2 separate regions of the Mus musculus genome follow, and region 2 is linked to region 1. A link is a contact called in public promoter capture Hi-C data. All regions are on one chromosome and are shown on one strand. Each heading gives the region's core, a stretch centred on a gene start, on an enhancer-like site or on the middle of the called end of the contact. The rest is flanking DNA. Distances are from core to core; before and after follow the strand shown. Region 1 overlaps Pak2 (p21 (RAC1) activated kinase 2). Region 2 has its middle 30 kb from the start of Cep19.

What was found. Promoter capture Hi-C pulls out the DNA fragments that hold promoters and counts their contacts.
Region 2: a contact with region 1 is called in a promoter capture Hi-C map of liver, with 2.0 times the contacts expected there. The contact joins two enhancer-like sites. A contact is called at or near these places in 9 of 39 promoter capture datasets (the 3T3-L1 cell line, 3T3-L1-derived adipocytes, the HPC-7 cell line and 5 more), 2 of 115 datasets of contacts at active chromatin or transcription factors (CD8 T cells and embryonic stem cells) and 2 of 9 other capture datasets (adipose tissue and liver).

The regions. Positions count from the first base shown.
Region 1 is chr16:32,056,628-32,062,628 of GRCm38.p6, reverse strand. All of the region lies in intron 1 of Pak2 (p21 (RAC1) activated kinase 2), which reads left to right. Among named protein-coding and RNA genes, the nearest start is that of Gm26419, 6.3 kb to the left of the region's middle. Within about 2 kb of position 3,613, at least 109 of the 459 cell types and tissues checked have an H3K27ac peak or open chromatin away from gene starts, as enhancers often do. A contact at or near this core is called in CD8 T cells, the HPC-7 cell line, adipose tissue and 1 more, where this site is marked.
Region 2 is chr16:32,127,139-32,133,139 of GRCm38.p6, reverse strand. No RefSeq gene overlaps it. Among named protein-coding and RNA genes, the nearest start is that of Cep19, 30 kb to the right of the region's middle. Within about 2 kb of position 2,784, at least 161 of the 459 cell types and tissues checked have an H3K27ac peak or open chromatin away from gene starts, as enhancers often do. A contact at or near this core is called in CD8 T cells, the HPC-7 cell line, adipose tissue and 1 more, where this site is marked.

The DNA of each region.
Region 1 (6,001 bases), core at 2,364-4,863:
CGCTTTGTCTCTGCCTCCTGAATGTGACTGTGATGTGGCCAGCAGCCTCATTTCCTGCCATCATGCCCTCCCCACCATGGTGGACTGTACATTCAAACTCTGAGCCACAGCAATCAGCAAAAAAAAAGTTCTTCTGTAAGCTGTTTTTGTTTGGTATTACAGCAACAAGAAAAGTAGCTGGTGAAACTTCAAAATTCTTTGCATATCTGCCATCCCCCACCCTACCTTTGTGAAAGAGTCATAGTGTTATCAGTCATAGTGTTATCAGTTTCCTGGTGACTGAAGGAAGGGTCTGAACAGAAAGGTTCACTTTATTTTCAAGATACAACAACGAATGGTAGCAGTTTGCTTAAATTGGCTAGCATTGTTTATTTGAAAAACATTTTCGGGCTGGTGAGATGGCTCAGTGGGTAAGAGCACCCGACTGCTCTTCCGAAGGTCCGAAGTTCAAATCCCAGCAACCACATGGTGGCTCACGACCATCCGTAATGAGATCTGACTCCCTCTTCTGGAGTGTTTGAAGACAGCTACAGTGTACTTATATATAATAAAAATAAATACATCTTTAAAAAGAAAAGAAAAGAAAAGAAAAACATTTTCAGGTTTTGTTGTCCGTGTAATACCTTGCTATGTACTTTTAGATAAAGCAAAAAAGATATGCCAGACATGGTGGTACCCATGTGATCCCAGCAATCTGTAGGCTGAGGCAGGGTGGAAAGTCCAGGCTGCACTTTCACCAATGGCCTTCCATGGCCTCTCACAGTGCCAAGCCTCAGCTGCTCTGCTCAACTCCTTCATGCCTTCAAAACCAGTACCACCTGGGTGACCCTTACACGTTACCAAGTCCAGCCAGAGCACAAGGTACAACTTTGGCTATATCTGGAACGCAGCCACTGTGCTCTCAGAAAACACTTCCCAGAAGATGTCACCTCAATGATGCTGGTCTCTTCTTAATCACCGCTAATTTCTTAGCTCCAGCTAACCAGCATCAAAAGTCCCAGTAATGCAAAGTTTTTGCTTTAGTAGTTCTGGTATCTTGTTAATCACAGCTGATTCTTCAGCCCCAGCTATGTTGGGAGCCTTTCTATCTATCCTCCCTCTGCAAATCTATAAAGTTAGTGTCTTCCCCACAGGAGTAGAGAGCTCAGAAGAGGAATAAAATACATCATATTAGGTAATGTAGTGGCAGTGTCCTAATTTGGTCAGTATGTTTAATATGCAATGCAGAAAGTTCCCATTGTAGTTATCATTGAATGTGTAAAGACAAGATGAAAGTTAGCAGTCACTACTCAGTTCTGGTCGTCTGGCAGCTCACAACAGTCTGTCTGTAACTCCAGATCCAGGCAATCTAACCCCCCACAACCCCACCCCCGCCGACTTCCACCAGCACTAGGCATGCATGGGGTGCACACACACACACACACACACACACACACACACACGTATACATATATATGCAGGCAAATATTTGTACACAGAAAATAAACCTTAAAAAGTAGCATGGTCAAGCATACCTGTAATCCTGGCACTTGGAAGATGAAGGCAGAAAGACAGAAGTTTGGGACTAGTGAGATGGCTCAGTGGGTAAGAGCACTGACTGCTCTTCCAAAGGTCCTGAGTTCAAATCCCAGCAACCACATGGTGGCTCATAACCACCCATAATGAAATCTGACACCCTCTTCTGGTGTGTCAGAAGACAGCCACAGTGTACTTATGTATAATAAGTAAATCTTTGGGCCGGAGTGAGCAGGGACTGGGCGAGTGGAGTTGACCGGAGCGAGCACGATTGACTGGAATGAGCAGATGTCCTAAATATTCAATTCCCAAAGTAGGTAGGCTCCTAATGTAGTAGGTTGAGAATTAGTGGTCTGTAATAAATGGCCCACTCACTCTATCTATTTTCAGTTTGTTTTTGGATTCACTAAAATCTTGTTTTATTTACTAGCATTTGTTTGTATACTAAATTTTTAAAACTTTTGCTTTTACATTTATTTGATTTGTATATGTATGTGTGTGGAGGTCAGAGGAAAATTTGTACATGGTGTAGCATTCCTTCCACCATGTAGTTTCTGGAGATGGAAAGAACCAGGTTGTCAGGCTTGGCAGAAAGTATCTTTGCCCATAGAGCCATCTCCCTGGCCCCATGACATAAATCTTTTGATCAGTCCCATGAACTTGTGTTTGTCTGAGTTCCTTACAAGTCTTCTCTGCGTTCCTACACCTCTCTGCATCAAGTCTTTGCTTTGGAGCTTTGCCATCTTGGCCTGATGTTCTGACTGGCATACTCTGGTGAACACTTCCTTTCCAGTGTGGGAGCCTCTGACTCAGTGTATGGCCGCACCTGCAGGTAGTCGGGGCTCGTTCTCATCTGTACTTAAGCTCACAGAGGTTCGTAAGGTTTGGGATGCCATGGTGTCAGTGTAGAAAGAGATTGTTAGAGTTCTGGTCAGTGTTGTTATATTAGTAAGTTCCTGAAAACATAAAGTAAAATTTTGCATCATGAACCATGTTTTCTGGTAATGTGTTTTTCACTTCTGTGTCATAGCTGATCCCAGTAGATAATATAAATTCATTTCCACTAGTTAGACTGACTGAGTCCAGACACCACTTCCTTATTTCTGTCGTGTATTTAGCTACTTCTGGTCTTCTTCAGAACACAATTGAGGAATTGTGTTGAGGCTCATCACAGTTAAACAATGGGCCTCTTAGAGAGTACAGTGTGTTTTGGCACACTTTTTGTTTTGCCTACTTGTTTGTTACTGAAAAGTATCAAAAAGTGAAAGGATTGGAGAGAGGCACTACTTACTTTTTTTTTTTTCATACAGCATTTTTGAGTAGTGGTAAAACAATATAGGCTATATTATCATTTTATTATGAAGTGTGTTTGACTTGGTTTGGGGACAGGATTTCATGTATCTTAGGCTGTGTTCAATTATTTTTTTTCTTAAAGATTTATTTATTTATTTATTCATTCATTCATTTTTATGAATATGAGTATACTGTACTATATATACAGTATGTATACAGACAGTATGCTGTCTTCAGACACACCAGAAGAAGCCATCAGATCCCTCTTCACAGATGGCTGTGAGCCACTGTGTGGTTGCTGGGACTTTTTGAAGAGCAATTGGTGCTCTTAACTGTTGAGCCAGCTCTCCAGCCCTGTGTTCAACTCTTCATGCATCCAAGAATGACTTTGAAGTTCTTGCCTCCAACCTCTCTGTGGTAGGATGCATGCGCCCCTTGTCTGGTTTTGTACAGTGCTAGGGACTGACTACCACTAAGCAGGCACTCTTTACCAACTAAGCCTCATCTCCAGTCCTGTGAGTTGTTTTTGTGTCTATTGTACCTGTCTAAAATATAAGGTTAAAGAATTTTATTGGGACCTTACCAGGCACTTTTTAGGCACTTAACACTGTCTGTAGGAGCAGTGCACAAAAAGCTGCGTTGTGGGAAAGAGACTAAGGCCATAAGTCAGCAGTGAGGGGCAAGTACAAGCTTTTCAAAGGTAACCCTGTTAGTGTGACCTGCTTTATCTGTGTCTAGTGAACGGCTGGGTGAGAAAAGGACTGCTACATTCAGGAGGGATAGGCTTCACTGGGGAGCAGAGCATGGTCAACATGAGTCAGTCGGCAGTCCTGTCTAAGGTATGCACAGTCCTTGCCCTTTGGGCTGAGTGAACTTGGGGGAGAAAAGTGACGTAAGTTATTGACTAATTGTCACAGTTATAATTCAGTTCCGGAAGTCATCCAGCACACTGGATTAGTATAGAGAAAAGCATGAGGAATGTTGGTTTTCTAACATATAATTTAATATCAGAATTTATGTAAGGTAGGGATCTTCTACTGCTATACTCCACGGTTTTTATAAGGCTTGGGGTCTGGTACTAGGATTAGATCTGTGTCATGTTTTAGGTAAGTCTCTTACTTCTTGATACTCGCCTGTGAAATGTGGCAGGTAATGTGTGTCAAAGTAATGCCCCAGAGCAAGTAGCGAGTGTGAAGGAAAGAAGAGCTGCGGGACTCAGAGGGAAGTAAGAATGTTCTCATCTCTCGGTTCTCAGGTTATAGCTGCTTTTCTCCAAGTCCTAGAATTTGAGCTAACTTGAAGAAATAAAGTTTATTTTAAATTTTGTGTGGATTTAGTTGGCCTCATTTTTATTGTAGATAAAAGTTTTCTCACAAAAGATCAAGATTCAATTACCATTCAATACCTTGTTTACTGAGGAGTTGTTTGATTTTCTAACATACGTACTTTTACATCAGAATTTATGTAAAGTAGGGATCTTCTACCACTGTCCTCCACAGTTTTTATAAGATGGATGAGAGCTCAGATGGTCAGGGTAGCTGTCTCCAAGCCTCATGACCTGAGTCTGATCCTCAGGACCCACACAGAAAGGAGCAAATTCACTGTTTCAAGTTGTTTGCTGACCTAACATACTCCTTCATGTGCATCCTGAATGGATGGATGGATGGATAGATGGATGGATGGATGGATGGATGATTTAAAAGCAAAAATAGGTCTGGAGAGATGGTTTGGTGGGTAAAACACGCCAAGCTAGTGTCAGGGCCTTAGTTTGGATCCCCAAAACCCATGTAAAGCCAGATATAGTAGTACATATTCCTGGTGTTCCTATAACAAGAAGAGAGAGATGGAAACAGGAGAATTCCTCAGAAACTCATGAGCCAGATAGCCTGGCATGCACAGCGGTAAATGAGACCCTGGCTCAAAACATGGAAAGCAAGGGCTTATCCATGAAGTTACCATTTGACCTCCAAATGTGTGCTTACACATTCTCAAGAAGATTAAATAACAAAGACAAGGGGACTAGATAGCTTCTTCCAGAGGACAAAGTTCAGTTATTGGCACCTACATTAGGTGACTCACAGCCTCTAGTAACTCCAACTCCAGTGGATCAGATGTCTTCTTTTGGCTACCTCGAGCAACCCCACACAGGCAAAACTCACACAAGCACACACACATAATTTTTTTAAATATAAAAGACAAAATATATATCTATACATGAATGCAAGTAGAGTTAAAATATCCACCAAGATAGCTATGAGAGAGATGTCACCTGTCTATCTGAGCAGAGCATTAAAAGGTGACAGGCAGTCTTGGCATTACAGCCACACTGCCTTATTAAAATGAACTCTAATGTCCAAAAACTGTTATTTTGTGTTTGTACCACAGTAAGAGCCAAGATTTTAAGCTCTACTCAAAACAAAACAAAACAAACAAAAAGACTTTTTATCTATTTATGTTCATTAAAAACTAATAGTGATATATTATTTTAAAATGTCATACACAAAAATTAATTGATTGTGCTGTTTGTTAATATATTTGGAGTTATTTAAAATTCATATTGAGAAAAATGTATGTATTTTCAGTTACTGTAGACAAACATCTACATAAGACTGTTCAACTGATTGTTGTTTTATATCAAACAACTTTTATAATACTCATTTTTATTGTTAAAATATTTTATAAATTTTAAAGAATATGGTAAAAAAAGGTATTGCAGGTTTTGAAGGGGGCTCTCTGGGAGGAGTTGGGGTACAAAAGGGAAAGAAGAATGTGATTTACTCAAAATATGTTTTTAAATGTTAACAAATTCAGATTTTAAAAAAAAGCATTCTCTTTGGACTACTTAATGGTATTTATTTATTTGTTCCCTTAGTTGACTGCCATTCTGACTACTGGTAAGCTGGAATCTCAGCCTAGCCTTGATTTGCATTTCCCTGATGGTGTCTTGAGACTGGGCATTCTTTATGTGTTTATTGATGTTTGTATTTCAGATTTGTTTTGTGCCCATGTGTTTGTGAATGCCACAGTACCAGAGGACAAAGTTGGAATTCAGTTCTCTTCCTGTCACCTTATAGGAGTCTATCAAAGTGTTTGTCAGGCCTGGATGTAAGCACCACTAGCTACTGAGCCACCCCCTCTGGTCCTTATTTTTTGACAACTGTTTGTTAATTTCATTAGCCCATTAATTGATTGT
Region 2 (6,001 bases), core at 1,535-4,034, 71 kb before region 1:
AGAAATTTTTCCATCTTTTGGATCGCTACTGAGAGCTGTACAAGTTTTCTTTTTAAAGTGCCATTAAGCAGCTGTTTAGAGGTATTGTTTAGTGGGTATTGGGGCCAAATTTAGCCTGTGAATCCAGAAGCCTTTAAGAGTGGGAGACATCCCAGCAGGGAGTCTGGAAGCATTGGTGAAGACGGTTCCTTTGGACTGAGAGTAGAAGCTGTCAATTATCTCAACCAGCCTTCTGAGGATTCATGTGATAGCTAGGAGTGTTGGCAGCCAAGCCAGATCATCAGGGTGTCATGCGATGAAATGGGGGCTAGAGAAAGAGCTATGACAATCAAGAGAACGGTTTACCTAGGCCTAGGATTTCCCAGCAGTGAGAAAGAAACTGCCTCAAGCAGAGAGAAAAATCGCACCCAAGGGAAGATGTCCTAGAACGAAGGGTCATAACTGTGAATAACTCCAGCCTCAAGGACATCAGAGAGTGGCTTCGAGTTCAACAGCCCTCTCGTGGAACCAGGGGCCATTTACGATGACCAGTGGAAGGGAAGCTTACCACTTCTCCAGGGTTTAGATGGAGGTCTAGAATTTCCAATGTCTGCAAAGTCCATGTGGCGTTGGGAAATATGTACTTGCAAGTTTGTAAATCTGAATCTTGGGAAATGAGAACCTGAAAGTTTCTAAATCCAAGAGTCAGCACCAAGCACTATATTTTTAAAAAAGTCAAGGATGTGCTTTGTAGAGAGAGGTATGGTGAGGATGGGGGTGTGCCTTAGCGGGCCCGTGCTGAGGCATCCCTTCCCCCTGAGGGACCAGCCATATACTATTCTATAGTATAGATAGAATAGAGTTTATTTAAAGCATGGGAAGGGGAAGTGAGAAGAGAGTAAACACAGAGAGACAGAAAGAGAGGGGTGGAAGAGAGGCAGTCCAGGAACACATGAAGAAAGAGGGATCAGGGAGAGAGGAGGGAGGAGTCAGGGAGAGAAGAGAGTCAGAAAGAGAAGGAGCAGAGGGAGTGTGAAGGAGCCGAACAGCCCCCTTTATAGCAAGCCAGGCCTACCCGGCTGTTGCCAGGTAACTGTTGGACGGAGCCTAGAAGGAATGCCAACTGTAAAGGTATCTGGAGCAAAAATATTCATCAACAGACAAAGGGAAAGCAAAAGACATAAAACTATTTTTTTTAAAGATTTATTTATTTATTATATGTAAGTACACTGTAGCTGTCCTCAGATAATCCAGAAGAAGGCATCAGATTTCGTTACGGATGGTTGTAAGCCACCATGTGGTTGCTGGGATTTGAACTTGGGACCTTTGGAAGAGCAGTCGGCGCTCTTAACCACTGAGCCATCTCGCCAGCCCCCATAAAACTATTTTTTAAAAAGCACTTTTTTTTTTTTTAAGATTTATTTTATTTTATTTTATTTATTACATGTAAGTACACTGTAGCTGTCTTCAGACCCTCCAGAAGAGGGAGTCAGATCTCATTACGGATGGTTGTGAGCCACCATGTGGTTGCTGGGATTTGAACTTCGGACCTTCGGGTGCTCTTACCCACTGAGCCATCTCACCAGCCCAGCACTTTCTTTTTAACGAGGACACTACTGTTGTTCACAGCAACCTGACACCACAGTGTGGTGGTCTCGAGTGTCCCAAGGTGCTCTCTGAGGGCTTTTCGCACAAAGATCTCACTGTTCCACAGAGTCCGTGATGACGGTGAAGTTGGAATGCAGCGGGAAATTCAGGAGACTGAGTTCAAACCAGGAGACTCCATTAAACTAACAGCAACTTTAAAAACTCCCCACTAGCCATCTCACCTTCCATCACCACTAACAGTTCTCACACTTATTCTGTACTAATGTTTTATATAATTCCACTTCATCTGAGGGAAACACTGGGCTGAGAACAGATAAGATTTGCAGAAGATCACATGGGATTAAGGTCAAGATGTTATCAGTGTGCTACAGAAAGCCATCTCAGCACCCTACCATCTCTATCAAGTATATCAAACTGTCGGCCCTGGATATCAAAACAGTGGCCCCTGAAAAACACACGTTTACTGATTAAATGCCAAATAAGGAGAAGGTTCATATGGGGCAGAGGTAAGGAGGCTCAGAGTAGCAGTTGTCACCTATTGCAACTGGGACTCCAGAGGCATCATCACAACGTGGGGACAGCCTGGAGGGTGTTTATAGGCACTCCGTCTTTCCATTTCTTTATCTCTCTGCTTGTTTGTTTGTTTGAGATGGTGGTCCCACATAACCCAGGTTGGCTTCAAACTCCTCTCTGATCTTCCCTAACTCCTGCCTCTTAAATGCTGGGATTACAGCTAGTGACACCACGGACAGCATTGGCCTCCTCCATTTTAAAAACATGTGTAATTTGTGTGTGTGTGTGCGTGCACCAGGGAATTTGTGTGGAAGTCAGAGGTTGGTTTGTGGAGTTTGTCTCCTCCTCTTGTTGTGGGCTCCAGTTTGTTGTCAAGTTTGCTGGCAAGCACGTGACCCATAAACTGAACCATCCAACCAATCCCTTAAAGTCTAACGCGAGTGCCGGGATTATAAACATCAAACCAATTTTCAGTGGGGTTAAAGTTGGCTTGAGTGTGATCGCGGCCCAAACCCATGGCTCTGAGGCTCTTGGGGGTGGGGTGGGGCCAGTATGGGAGGGCATAGAGGAGGTACGTGGCTATAGTGGGGGTAGGGTGGGCGGAGAGGGCCATGCTTTCTAGAGGGTGTGAGCATTTCTCCTTCCGGCTGGTGTTTTCGATGTGGTAAGCACATCCCTTCTACGGAAGCCCTGGAGAGGAAACCTGGCACTTCCTGTTCTTACCAGTGCTGCGGCAAACTGCAACGGTAAGGGAAGAAACACGGGGGAAGGAGGAAGAGGAAAGCTCTGGCCAGGTCAAGATGCCAGGCTCCAGAAGCACACAGCTGGTTCTTTTCCAGGAGACTTAGAGAACAGGTCACCGTCCCTATGCCAGAGCCTCTGGTCAGTCGGGAACCAGATGATAATTTCTCCACATTGAAAAGCAGCCAAACGGACCACACAGTTGAAGAACTTAAGAATGAAAGTATACAGCAAGGGCGAGACTGTCAAAGAAATCTGCGTAGCCTCGATGTTCCCCCTCCCCCTTTCCATTCTACCTCCAACGCCATGCAGAGTTGGGCAGGATCATTTTAATATCAGATTCTGCTTCTCAACCTTGGAAGGAAACGTCTCTGCTTCCATGAGCTGTTTCATAGGATTTAGCAGGACAGCATCCTGACCGCTGGACGCGGGTCCACAGGTGCTGCTGACGAGTGACAGAGTATTTAGATGTTGTTTTTATCTTGAGAACCAAACCAAATACCTTTCTTTCTCACGGCATTGCTATCCTGTCCCTTTCAGAAGAGCCTGTCCATGTGTAGCTTTTCTCTGAGATTTTAACTTTTAGAACCCACCTTTGTCCCCGCTAAGATGTTGGCGGGCCACATGCCTGGCCCCTGCTCCCCTCTTAACACCATGGGAGACCTTTCACACCGGGGGCCACTGCTCTTAACATTTTGGGTGTGCGAAACACTTCACGCTTGCTTTCAGGCCAACCCTGACTTTCTTGAACTAGATCTTGAGTAGTATCAACTTCCTCTAGTTCCTGTTTCAGGGAGTAGAGCATCTTTTCTCTGAAGAGAGACAGCAAAATGAAAATCCGGCTTCGATGTTAATGCTTGATTAGAGAAGAAAACGCCACATAGATTTCTAACTTTTTAGAAGCATAAAGTTTTGCCTTCCTGCCCCCTCACCCAGGCACCCTGAGGTTTTACCTCTCTCTTTTTTAAAAGGGATTCCCCCCCACCCCCAAATAGGGTTTCTCTGTGTAGCCCTGGCTGTCCTGAACTTATTCTGTAGAACAAGCTGGCCTTAAATGCAGAGATCCATCTGCCTCTGCCTCCAGGATGCTGGGATTAAAGGAGTGCGCCATCATGACTGGCTAAGGGGATATATATATATATATATATATTTTTTTTAAAGATTTATTTATTTATTTATTTATTTATTTATTTATTATATGTAAGTACACTGTAGCTGTCTTCAGACACTCCAGAAGAGGGCATCAGATTTCATTTCGGATGGTTGTGAGCCACCATGTGGTTGCTGGAATTTGAACTCTGGACCTTCGGAAGAGCAGTCGGTGCTCTTAACCACTGAGCCATCTTGCCAGCCCGGGATTTATATTTTTTATTAAGATTTTAAGTTTTGGATATTGATTGATTGAGTGTGTGAGTGTTGGTGTTTGAGTGCCATGTAGGTGTGAGTGCCCACAGAAGCCAGAATAAATCCTTGGCTCTCCTGCAGCTGGAGTTACAGGCAGCTGCGAGTCTCTTGACTTGGGTGCTAAGAACCCACTTCTGATTCTGTAGAAGGGCAGGATGAGCCTTCCCACCAGCTCCTGCAGTTTTGTTTCTAAAGATGTCCTCCTCCCGCCTCCTCCGCTCCCTTCCCCCTTCTCCCCCTCCCCTCTTCCCTTCTCCTCCCCCTCCTCTACTTCCTCTCCCCTCCTCCCCTTCCTCTTCCTTCCTCTTCTTCCTCTTCCTCCCCTCTTCTTCCTCCTCTTTTTTTTTTAAGCCAGAAATACCAACTATATTTTATTGACTTCCAGACCAACTTTAATGGAAGTTTGTCAAATGCTCTGTAATATCTACCCATTAGGTCTCAGTATATAACAAACCAACATGATGCGACCCAAGGGTCCCTTCAGTTGAAGCACTGGCTCTGATATCTAATATTCCCCATCAGATATCTAACGGTTGACAGGAGAGGGCCAGAAAGCTAGACATCTCCGTCTTCACACTGTGCCTGTCTGCTTTGCTACCTTAGCCTTTGCGTCAGATTTCCTGTTCTGTAGCCTGATCCTTCACAGGAGCTGGTGAGCTCTTACTCCTACTCCATCCTCATGGTCTGTCAGGCACTGCAGCCCGACTGTCCAAAGCTGTGCAAGATCAGCTCCAGATGGGTGTGAGTCCATGTTCTCCCCGGCCGCTGGGGTGTGGGAAACTCTGCTGGGGAGGCAGAACACAGAGACCCTGGACCGTACTTACCCTTCACTGCTGCTGTAGAGGGCTGGGTCCTTAGCTTAGTGGAGGGTTGTCTTGGAGTGCAGGCAGGCCTTCTGCGGGAGAGTTAGGGAGTGCGGCTGGGTAGGTGAAGGCCTTCTCATGCTCCCCACAGCAGTTTTTGATGAAAGAGACAGTCCTTGGCTCCAAACTATTTACTGATTATTCATTGTGGAAAATGGATGCATACCACCTCGTCAGGGCACACCAGAGATTGAATACCATTTGCGGGGAAGAACGTCCAAGGAGAGAAGCTTATTGGTTTAACCCATGTAGATACCTACCTCATTAGCATGGAGAACTCTGTTTTGGCCTATGTGACCACAGATAAGAAGCGTGGCCCGCGTTCAGGCCAGGAATCTAGTGGGGATCAGGGAGACCCCTACCTTCTTAGGTGGGTACCTGAGTGCCGGGGTCTCAGACCCACTCAACCTTACCAAGTTTCCTGGCATGGTCCATTGTCCCATAGACTGGAAAGATGGCTTAGCAGTTAAGAGCACTGGCTCTTTGTCCAATCTCCAGCACCCACAGGGCAACTCCAAACTGTCTGTAACTCCAGTTCCAGAGGATCCAAAGCCCTCTTCTCCATGTTAGTGAGCACCAGGAATTCACAAGGCAAATAAGACTACATGTAGGCAAGACACCCACACCCATAAAATAAAGGAAGAATGAGGGGAAAGGCCCAAATAGAACTGCCTGGCCTGAATGTGTATGCAGGAAGACAGTGCCAGCTGCAAGGGAAATCCTGCAGCTCTGGGACAGTGTGGGTCTGCCTATAAACTACAAGCCAGGATGTTTGCACGCAAAGGTTAAGCATCTTTTGAATCTGTCCGTGCTGAGTGGAAAATTTCCAGTTATTAGATGAAGTCATTCCAGCAAACCAAACATCCTTTTCAGAAAGTAGCCTGGTCTGTCTA